Regions from separate parts of the Zea mays genome. Here region 2 is linked to region 1. A link is a contact called in public Hi-C data. All regions are on one chromosome and are shown on one strand. Each heading gives the region's core, a stretch centred on a gene start, on an enhancer-like site or on the middle of the called end of the contact. The rest is flanking DNA. Distances are from core to core; before and after follow the strand shown.

Region 1 (4,560 bases), core at 1,774-4,273:
TATGTATCTAGACACAGTGTATATCAAAATGCATAGTAAAAGTTACGTATCTAGAAAAGCACAAAATGTCTTATAATTTCTAATGGAGGGAATACAAGTCTATGAGTTCAAATAAATGTTCTACAAAAACACATTTCATAGAATTTCGTGAAACCGGTGTGATGTTCTAGATGTCAATGCATTTTTCTATAAACTTGGTCAAAATAAAAAAAGTTTGACTTAGAATAGAACCAAAGTGGACTATAATTTGGAACGGAGGGAATATATGACAATTTACCTCGAACAACATGTCTGCTTTGTGCACTTCTTGGGTCCCATATCCTCAAAGACGCATCATCCGATCCAGTGCATATAAGTTTACCTTCACAAGGAACACAGCATTCATAGGTACACCTACATAGGCGACCAAACCACAACTTTATAAATAGGCAGATGTGTAGCAATCAAGGAACCGTGATGGTACCATCTGGAGTAAAATCACCACATGTCACTGTGTTACTATGTCCAGCAAAGGTATTCAGAATGGCATTATGGTCGGCATTCCACATCCATACATTACAATCCTCTGATCCTGCGATTATCAAATGTCCCCGAGAATGCCATTTAAGCCACTACAAAATCAAACATGTAAGTTACACTGAGACTAATCATTGGATAGTGATGTACTAAGGAAGGGTTTCACAATAGAAATAAGTTCAATTCAATGAGATCAGAATATCTCACCTCAAAACCTGACCCGGAACCCTCAAGGGTTCCCTTGAGAGTTCGTGTAGCTGTATTCCACACATTTATTTGCCCATCAAAACTTCCACAAGCCAACAAATTTCCATCTGAACTGAAAGCCACTGTGCCGACAGTATCCTTATGTCCTGTATTAAGAACAGTTATTCTGTAAGTTTCCTGACTTCTGAGTTTGCAAGTCAACAACATGGGAAAATAGTAAAATACTACATGAGCAGAGGCTAACTAATAGCAGATGTAAAATGCAGGAAAAGCATAGAAATTAGCTAGTGAATTACATCCATGAAGAAGATCTAGATGACATGAAATTCGAGCACAATACCAAATATGGAAAATCATACATGATACATGTACCATCACTATATACATGACAAGAACAAAGTTCATATCATGTAATGTTCTGGATATAAACAATAATGAGTGAAGAGAACAAAAAATACATGAATTCAAACAAATCAAGAGCGGGCGGGTGTATTTCACATACAAAACAAATAAAAGCATGAAGATCTCAGAGCTAGTAAAGAGATATTTCGATAATAATTGCCATCTAACAAAAAAAAACAAAGAGAATTATACCAGTCAGCTCCAGGGCACCCTCTTCTGATCCAATCCTCCACAGGAATCCCCTATCATCTTTGCCTCCAGAAGCCACAAGTGATGAATCTGTAGGACTGCAGGCGACAATGAAGACTTCATCTGTACCGAGAAAAATGTTAGGAACAATAAAAGGAGTATTAGCATAGTTATCGAAGAAAGGCGCTAAGATGTGTAGGATACTAGCGTTAGGGTAGGAAACATGGGCTTAGCTATCCAAATTTTCCACGGAGCCCTAAAAATGTGGTTATAAATTGAAAATCGTTGCACCATATTGCATGTAAATATCGGCACCAAAAAAGCATTGCAAGCTTCATTTTTCTTGTGTACCAACTTGCCTTGGTGGCCTTGAAATGCGTATGTAGAATCATCGATGTCTTCGGAATCAACTGGAAACGAAATAGCCATTAGATTGGATAATGAAGCATCACTGAATGACTTAGAATGTACATCATGAAACATCAATTGAAGGTTTCTAAATTAAAATTTCAGAAGGACAAGAAACAACATTTTGTGGAATGCCAATGGAACTAGTAGCAATAAAATAACTTAGTATGTAACACAAAGGAAGCTAACTGTGCTAGTTAACGAGACATAGATACAGAATTAGCCAGTTGCACTGTCTGATCGTAATTCATTCTGATGCATCATTGCAGGGCGAAGCTAGGTTACTCCAAGTGGATGCAAATGCAAACCCCCCACCCCCACACACGAGCGCACAGAGAAAATGCCAAATTCTATAGATTTAGTTAAGATTTCACAAATCCTATAGATTTAGTTAAGATTTCAACATATATGCACTCCTAGAAAAAAATCTTATGTACCCACAAAGCCAAATGCATCCTCGTCAATTTTGTTCCAGCTTCGCCACTGCATCATTGGAAGTCTAGAACAGCCAAGCTAGGAGGCACGTGTCAAACGAATAAGTGATACAAGAACATTAGATAACACTAGAATATACAAATCATTCCACACTATGTCAGAACAAAAAATATATCAATCTCCTCAAGAACTATCTGGGAGGCTAACTGGCGAATAAATGGAAAAAACAGATAAAGAAACACTCGCATAGACTGAAAGCTGCAGCTCCAAGCAAAATCCACCCCTACCCATCCCGTTGACGACGTCGTCATCTTCGTCGTCGCGGTCGGGGAGATCTGAAGGTAAGGCAAGCACGAATAAGCCGCTGTAGCGATGGAAGGTAGGTAGAAGGGAGACTATGCACGGTTGATCAACCTTCTTCGTCGATGGTTATCTCGTGGATGATGTCCTCCTCGTTGATGAAGACCTCCTCCTCACCGTCAGATCCTTCGCCGGGAAGCTCTTCTGAGATACTCATCGCCGCCGCCGTTGTTTGGGGACAAGTGCGTGTGCTGGTGTGCAGAACCACAGAAGCCACAAGGGCAGGCAGGGCGGTCGCTGGAGGCAGATCTTCTGGCTGCAGGCGGATGTAGGCAGCAGGGGCGGGGCCGACCGGCCGGGGCGGCTGCCAGCCGAGCGCTAGGCGCTGCGGCGCAGTCTGTGAGAGGAGAGCCGAGCCACCCTGGCTCTGGCTGTGGCCGCTTTCTTCGGGGAGTTGGGGTCCTCGTTCGGCTCACCGGATCGGAGAGGAGCCCCCGCGCCGGACTGCCGGAGGGCGGGGTCGCTGGGAGCCTGGGACGGGGCGACTCGCGAAGTCGCGACGGGGCGAGGGACGCGGGCGCTCGAGACTGAGAAAATTGGATTTTATTTTCCGGACCCAAAACAATATGCTTCTCACTTTTAGATCAACTTTAAAATGCTAGAATTTCAGAGAAATCATATAGCATATAAATCAGTTCATTTTTATATGAACTTGCGTTCCAAAATAAATTCTTGCCAGTTATTATAATGTTGATTTCGTAAATTAGAATTCAAAACATACTTAGGTCCCGATAGACCCTTAGAATTGAATTTTATTTTAATAATAATAATTTAGACATATAGATCAATTAAGTTAATCTATACTATACTTAAAGCACCAGTTTTAACGGTCGTCCCGCGTTATCTTTTTACAAATAATCTGTCACAGCTATTTCAAATTAATCTGTTACATGCCTATAGATGGTCAAACGGCGGCCCGGTATGGGCCAGACGCCCGCGGGCCACAACTCTGGCCCAGGCACGTCATGCCCGTCCGCTGACTGTGCCGGACCAGCCCGTTAACCAGTGGGCCCATTTGATTAAATCATCGTAAAATGTTGAAAAACGGTGCAGTAGGTCGGGTCAAACGCCCGCGGGCCACAACTCTGTCGGCCCATTTGATTAAATCATCGTAAAATATTGAAAAACGGTGTAGTAGGTCGGGTCAAACGCCCGCGGGCCACAACTCTGGCCCAGACACGTCATGTCGCCTGCTGACTGTGTCGGACCAGCCCATCGGCCCATCTAAAGTCTTAAAAGCCGCTCTGGTTTGGAGGCCTGTCCGCATTTCACGCGCACCAGATCGGCCCCACGTGACAGTCGCGTGAGCTTCCTACGCACGTGTCTTAGCGTCTCGCCTCCCCTCCCCTATCCGTCGCTGTGTCAGCTCCCCGCGCAAGAAGCTCGCATCCGTCGCTGTGCGTGGGCGTGGCCACATGCGGCCGGCTCTCCGGGAGAGGCGCTGGCATCTGGCAGGCGGGCCCCGCATCCGCTCCAACCCGGTCGTGCTCCGCCCACGTCGGACTTCGTTCTTATCAGCAGGTTGGCTTGCCGCGGCCAGCTTCGCCTCGGAGGCGCTCTGCCGCTGATATGCTAGGCCTGGTTACGCGCGGACCCACACGCAGCTACTGCGGGAGAGGTCGTAGGCTGGTGTGTTCCCCTCGTCGAATTCGACGCCGCACGGATCCACGGCGTCTCCAGCCTTCTGCGCTGTCGCGGCATGGGCACCGAGCCTCCGACGCTGTTCTCTGGTCCGCGACAACAGAGGAAGTACCTCGTCTCACTTTATTACATGCCTCCCTCTGTGCTCTCCCTCCCCTCTTGGCATTTTTAGATCCTTACTGTCTGAGTCCTTCGCTTTGCTGCTCAGACCGTTCGTGCCCTAGATCTTGCCAAGGCCTCCTTGGGTGTGCGCGTTATCTGTTGTTTTACTCAAACCTTTGCTCTACAAAGGGGTCAACTAAATCTGTGTTACAATTGTACTTAGTTTCTTCCTCGGTCATGTTAACTGTTATAGGCTAACCTCTTTTTCCTTTGATTTTGGTTCTTCTTCTCAAGTATCGG
Region 2 (4,602 bases), core at 550-3,049, 180 kb after region 1:
ATTCAAGTCCGAAAGAGAGGGGAAAACAAATCAAACAAGAATAAAGGCGAGTGAACACGGTGATTTGTTTTACCGAGGTTCGGTTCCAAAGAACCTAGTCCCTGTTGAGGAGGTCACAAAGACAGGGTCTATTTCAACCCTTTCCCTCTCTCAAACGGTCACTTAGACCGAGTGAACCTTCTCCTCAATTAATCGGGTCACTAAGACCTCGTAAGAACCACCACACACTTAGGTGTCTCTTGCTTTGATTACAAGTCACTTGAGAACAAGAATGAAAAAGAAGAAATGCAATCCAAGAAACAAGAGCACAAAAGAACACGAACACACTCTCTCACAAGTCACTAAATGTTTGAGTTAAACTCAAGGCTTGGAGAGGGTTTGATCTTTGGAAATCTGTCTTGAAGTGAATGCACTAGCTCTTGTATTGAATGTGATCTCTGAAAAACTTGGATGCCAAAGGTTGTGGTGGTTGGGGGTATTTATAGCCCTGAACCACCTTGGTAGCCGTTGGGGAGGCTGCTGGCGATGGGCGTACCGGACAGTCCGGTCCGCCACTGGACAGACACTGTTCCTTGTCCGGTGCGCCGCCACGTCACCCAACCGTTAGGGTTCAGAGCTGGTCGATCGTTAGAGGCTTTGTCCTCTTACGGCACCGGACAGTCCGGTGCCACACGGGACAGTCCGATGCCCCTATGACTCTGCTGCTCTGACTTCTGCGCGGTACTGCACTGTTCCTGCTATCAGAGTCGACCGTTGGCGCAGATAGTCGTTGCTCCGGTGGCTCACCGGACAGTCCGGTGGCACACCGGACAATCCAATGAATTATAGTGGAGCGCGTCCTGGAATTCCCGAGAGTGGCTTGTTGACATCTGTACGGTCCTGGTGCACCGGACACTGTCCGGTGGGCCAAACTTTAGCACACTCAATTCCTTTTGCTTCTTTCAAATTGAGTCCCTAACAACCTTTTATATTGGTTTGTGTTGAACCTTATGCACCTGTAATACATGAATTCTAGATAAAATAGTTAGTCCACGTGTTTGTGTTGATCATCAACCACAAAAATTAATTATAGAAAAGGTGCGACAAAAACTAAATTTGTCCTTAAATCCAGGTGGGACAAAAACTAAATTTGAAGCTGTAGTTAGTAATATATGTTTATCATTTTGCTAATATATGTTTAGAAAAACTAAGTTAGTATAATTTAAAAATATTTAATAATCTAAGAATAAAAAAATGTTAGAGACTAGCTTGTTTTCCCCTAATATATGTTTAGCATTTTGCTAAATCTAAATTTAAAGAATCTTTTTTTAGAAACTAATGAAGATGCTCTAAAAGCTATTTTGAATGTAAGGGGAGTCAAACCAAGAAGAAAAAAATCTTATAAATAACTAAATGTTTTATTTCGTGCTAGAATTTGTGTCTAAACCCGTTTTTAGGTACTGTTTGGTTGAAGAGCCAAGTAGAATGGAGCCGTTCTGTCCCAGTTTTGTTGTTGTTTGGTTACAAAGTAACTAGAACGGAATGGCTCCAATTAGGGAATATTCTCCTCAGATCCGGAACCATTCCACTCCAAAAAATCAACCGAACGGAGCCGCTCCGTTCCCATCCCGCTCTCACAGTCACGCTCCGTTCCGTTCACTCTGAAACCAAACAAAAAACAGAGTCGTTCCGTTCCAGATTACCAAACACAGAACAGAGCGGCTCCGTTCCTAGAATCTGGGATGGAACGGCTCCGTTATACTTGGCTCCTCAACCAAACACTACCTTAGTCGACGCTAGTTCGAATTATTTCGTGCTGTACGTGATTTGGTCTACAGTTTTTAAACCTAGCGCTGACAAAAAAAAAAAAACCGAACCAGCCAACACCAGCGATCGCCACCGTCCCGCCGGCAGCGTCCGACCTGATCGATCCACGGCCGCCGCCAACGCTCATCCGTCCCCCGAGCGATCCGGCGGCCGCGCGGTGTGTCGTCGCATCCCCAGAGCTCCCTTGGTGACCCACCCATCCGGCCACCTCCACTGAACTCAACACCGCAACTGCTTCTCTGCCTCCCTCCTTCCTTCCCGGACCCAGTCTCCCAGTCGCGTCGCATGCTATTCAAATCTCTCACCCTCGCCGCAAACGCAGTCCACTGACTTCTAAGCAACCCTAGCTAGCTCTGCTCCGGCCGGCGCCCATGGTCTCGCGGGGACTCTTCGGCTGGTCCCCGCCCCACGTCCAGCCGCTCACGCCGGTCTCCGAGACCTCCGAGCCGCCCGAGTCGCCCTCCCCCTACGCCGCCGACCTCGGCCTCGGAGGGGACGGCGCTCCGCCGCCTGACGACGATGCCCAACCGCCCCTAGACGATGCCGACGACGACCCGGACCCGCCGCCCGCCGCTGTCCCCTTCAAGCGCCTCTTCGCCTGCGCCGACCGCCTCGACTGGGCGCTCATGGTCGCCGGCAGCCTCGCAGCCGCTGCACACGGAGTCGCGCTCGTCGTCTACCTCCACCTCTTCGGCAAAGCCATCAACTCGCTTCATGCCCATGGGCGGCATACCCACGACCTCTTCCACGATATCAACCAGGCAATTGCATATGCGCTCTTCATTCCTCTTCTTACCCACCCTGTTAGCTACTTATACCTGAGAACAACATAAACAACGTTTTTTCTACCTCCTAATCGTTCCTTCTTCTTTGAGCTGTTCCCTAATAGCAGTTGTTTCCTCTGCAGCACGCTTTGTACTTCCTCTATATAGCCATTGGCGTTTTCTTTGCCGCATGGATAGGTAAGACGAGTTTATACATGTTTGGTTGTCGCATGATATGTTAACAAGAGTGGAAGTAAATCTACCAAATCTCTCACATCTACAGAGGTTTCGTGCTGGATTTTGACCGGGGAAAGACAGACGGCAGTGATTAGATCAAAGTATGTTCAAGTCCTCTTAAACCAGGACATGAGTTTCTTTGATACATACGGCAACAACGGTGATATTGTCAGTCAAGTACTGAGTGATGTCTTGCTCATTCAGTCAGCTCTGAGTGAGAAAGTTAGTTCTTGTGCCAAACCTTCCATGCTCATTTGTGTCTGTCACATATATATGGTTACTGAGTGATTTGTCGTTTTTAGGTTGGAAACTACATTCACAACATGGCTACATTTTTCGGTGGTCTTGTCATTGGTCTGGTCAACTGTTGGCAAATAGCTTTATTGACATTAGCAACTGGGCCCTTCATCGTTGCTGCAGGAGGAATATCAAATATATTTCTCCATAGGCTTGCAGAAAATATTCAGGATGCTTATGGTGACGCAGCAAGCATTGCTGAACAGGTGTGTGGCATACTGATTTTGCAATTTGAGTACCTTTTCTTTCTTTTGACTTCCTCAAAACAAACAATATTTACACAATCAAGCTTGAAACTCTGAATGGTAATTTCACAGGAAAAATGTTTTCAATGCTGGGTCATTAAACAAGGATAAACTATTAAGATGGATTGAAAATATTTCTCAAAACTGTCATTATTTTTCAATGAAGAGCATGTTTGGACTGAAGATATTTCTTTCTGCTATCTACATTTTCTCCATGATACTAGTTATGGTTGTGACACAATATTGGCAAGTTAAAATTTATTTTTAAAAAGCAAGCTTTATTCAGTTAACATGATGTTGCACAATCAGGTTCGAAGATTGGACAAAATGAAGATTTTATCTAATGTCTATTATTAAATCATCCACCAAACTGCACCTATATGTATGGTCGCATAATAAGACTCAAGGATCTGTTGAACTTGCTTGTAGGGGTGCATCATTAGGCTAGGTTTCTCACAAGATTGCCTCTTGAATTTTGAAAGCGCCACAAGACAAGGGTAACAGAAACAAATAAGCACACGCCCGCCCGCACACGCACACACACACACAGAGATGTATATAGGATAATGTCTGCATGGAGCACCTAGGCCTTGAAAACTGCAGAGTGCAGACTTGTTTTAAGTCAGGCAACGACTTGGTGCATTATTTTAGCTAGGAAAATCCACTGTTTCTGTTCTACTGGTTTACTGGAAGCTCAAAAATAAACTAAGCATCAATGCTTATTTTGCAGGCAATCTTGTACATTAGGACCTTGTATTCCTTCACAAATGAGACCCTTGCAAAATATTCTTATGCTACTTCACTTCAAGCAACACTGCGCTATGGAATCCTTATAAGTTTGGTGCAAGGTCTTGGTCTTGGATTTACATATGGCCTTGCCATATGTTCTTGTGCCTTACAACTTTGGGTTGGGAGGTTCCTGATCTCTCATGGAAGAGCTAATGGTGGTGAAGTTGTAGTAGCACTGTTTGCTATTATCTTGAGTGGACTGTAAGAATGTAGATTTTAAGAGTTTGTTTTTAGTTTAATTTAAAAATGTACCCTAATATTCATCAAAGCTTTTAACTCATTGTAGTGGACTTAATCAAGCAGCAACAAACTTCTATTCCTTTGAGCAAGGACGTATAGCTGCATACAGACTATATGAAATGATAAGCCGTTCAACATCTACTGTGAACCAGGATGGTAGTACCTTGTCTTCAGTTCAAGGCAACATCGAGTTCCGCAATGTCTACTTCAGCTACTTGTCCCGC

The links. Hi-C and Micro-C count contacts between places; a contact is called where the count stands out from the background.
Region 2: a contact with region 1 is called in a Hi-C map of tassel, with 2.6 times the contacts expected there. The contact joins the promoter of LOC103650682 here to the promoter of LOC100273004 in region 1. A contact is called at or near these places in 7 of 25 Hi-C or Micro-C datasets (bundle sheath, ear, endosperm and 2 more).

Annotation. Positions count from the first base shown.
Region 1 is chr3:145,619,603-145,624,162 of Zm-B73-REFERENCE-NAM-5.0, forward strand. It overlaps LOC100273004, which reads right to left and starts at 3,024. Exons shown (of 11, transcript NM_001147454.1): 1 at 2,572-3,024; 2 at 2,445-2,492; 3 at 1,674-1,724; 4 at 1,318-1,437; 5 at 724-869; 6 at 464-611; 7 at 278-361. The coding sequence starts at 2,674.
Region 2 is chr3:145,804,263-145,808,864 of Zm-B73-REFERENCE-NAM-5.0, forward strand. LOC103650682 (ABC transporter B family member 20) reads left to right here and starts at 1,800. Exons shown (of 11, transcript XM_020550329.2): 1 at 1,800-2,567; 2 at 2,714-2,768; 3 at 2,854-3,029; 4 at 3,110-3,310; 5 at 4,080-4,339; 6 at 4,425-4,602. The coding sequence starts at 2,178.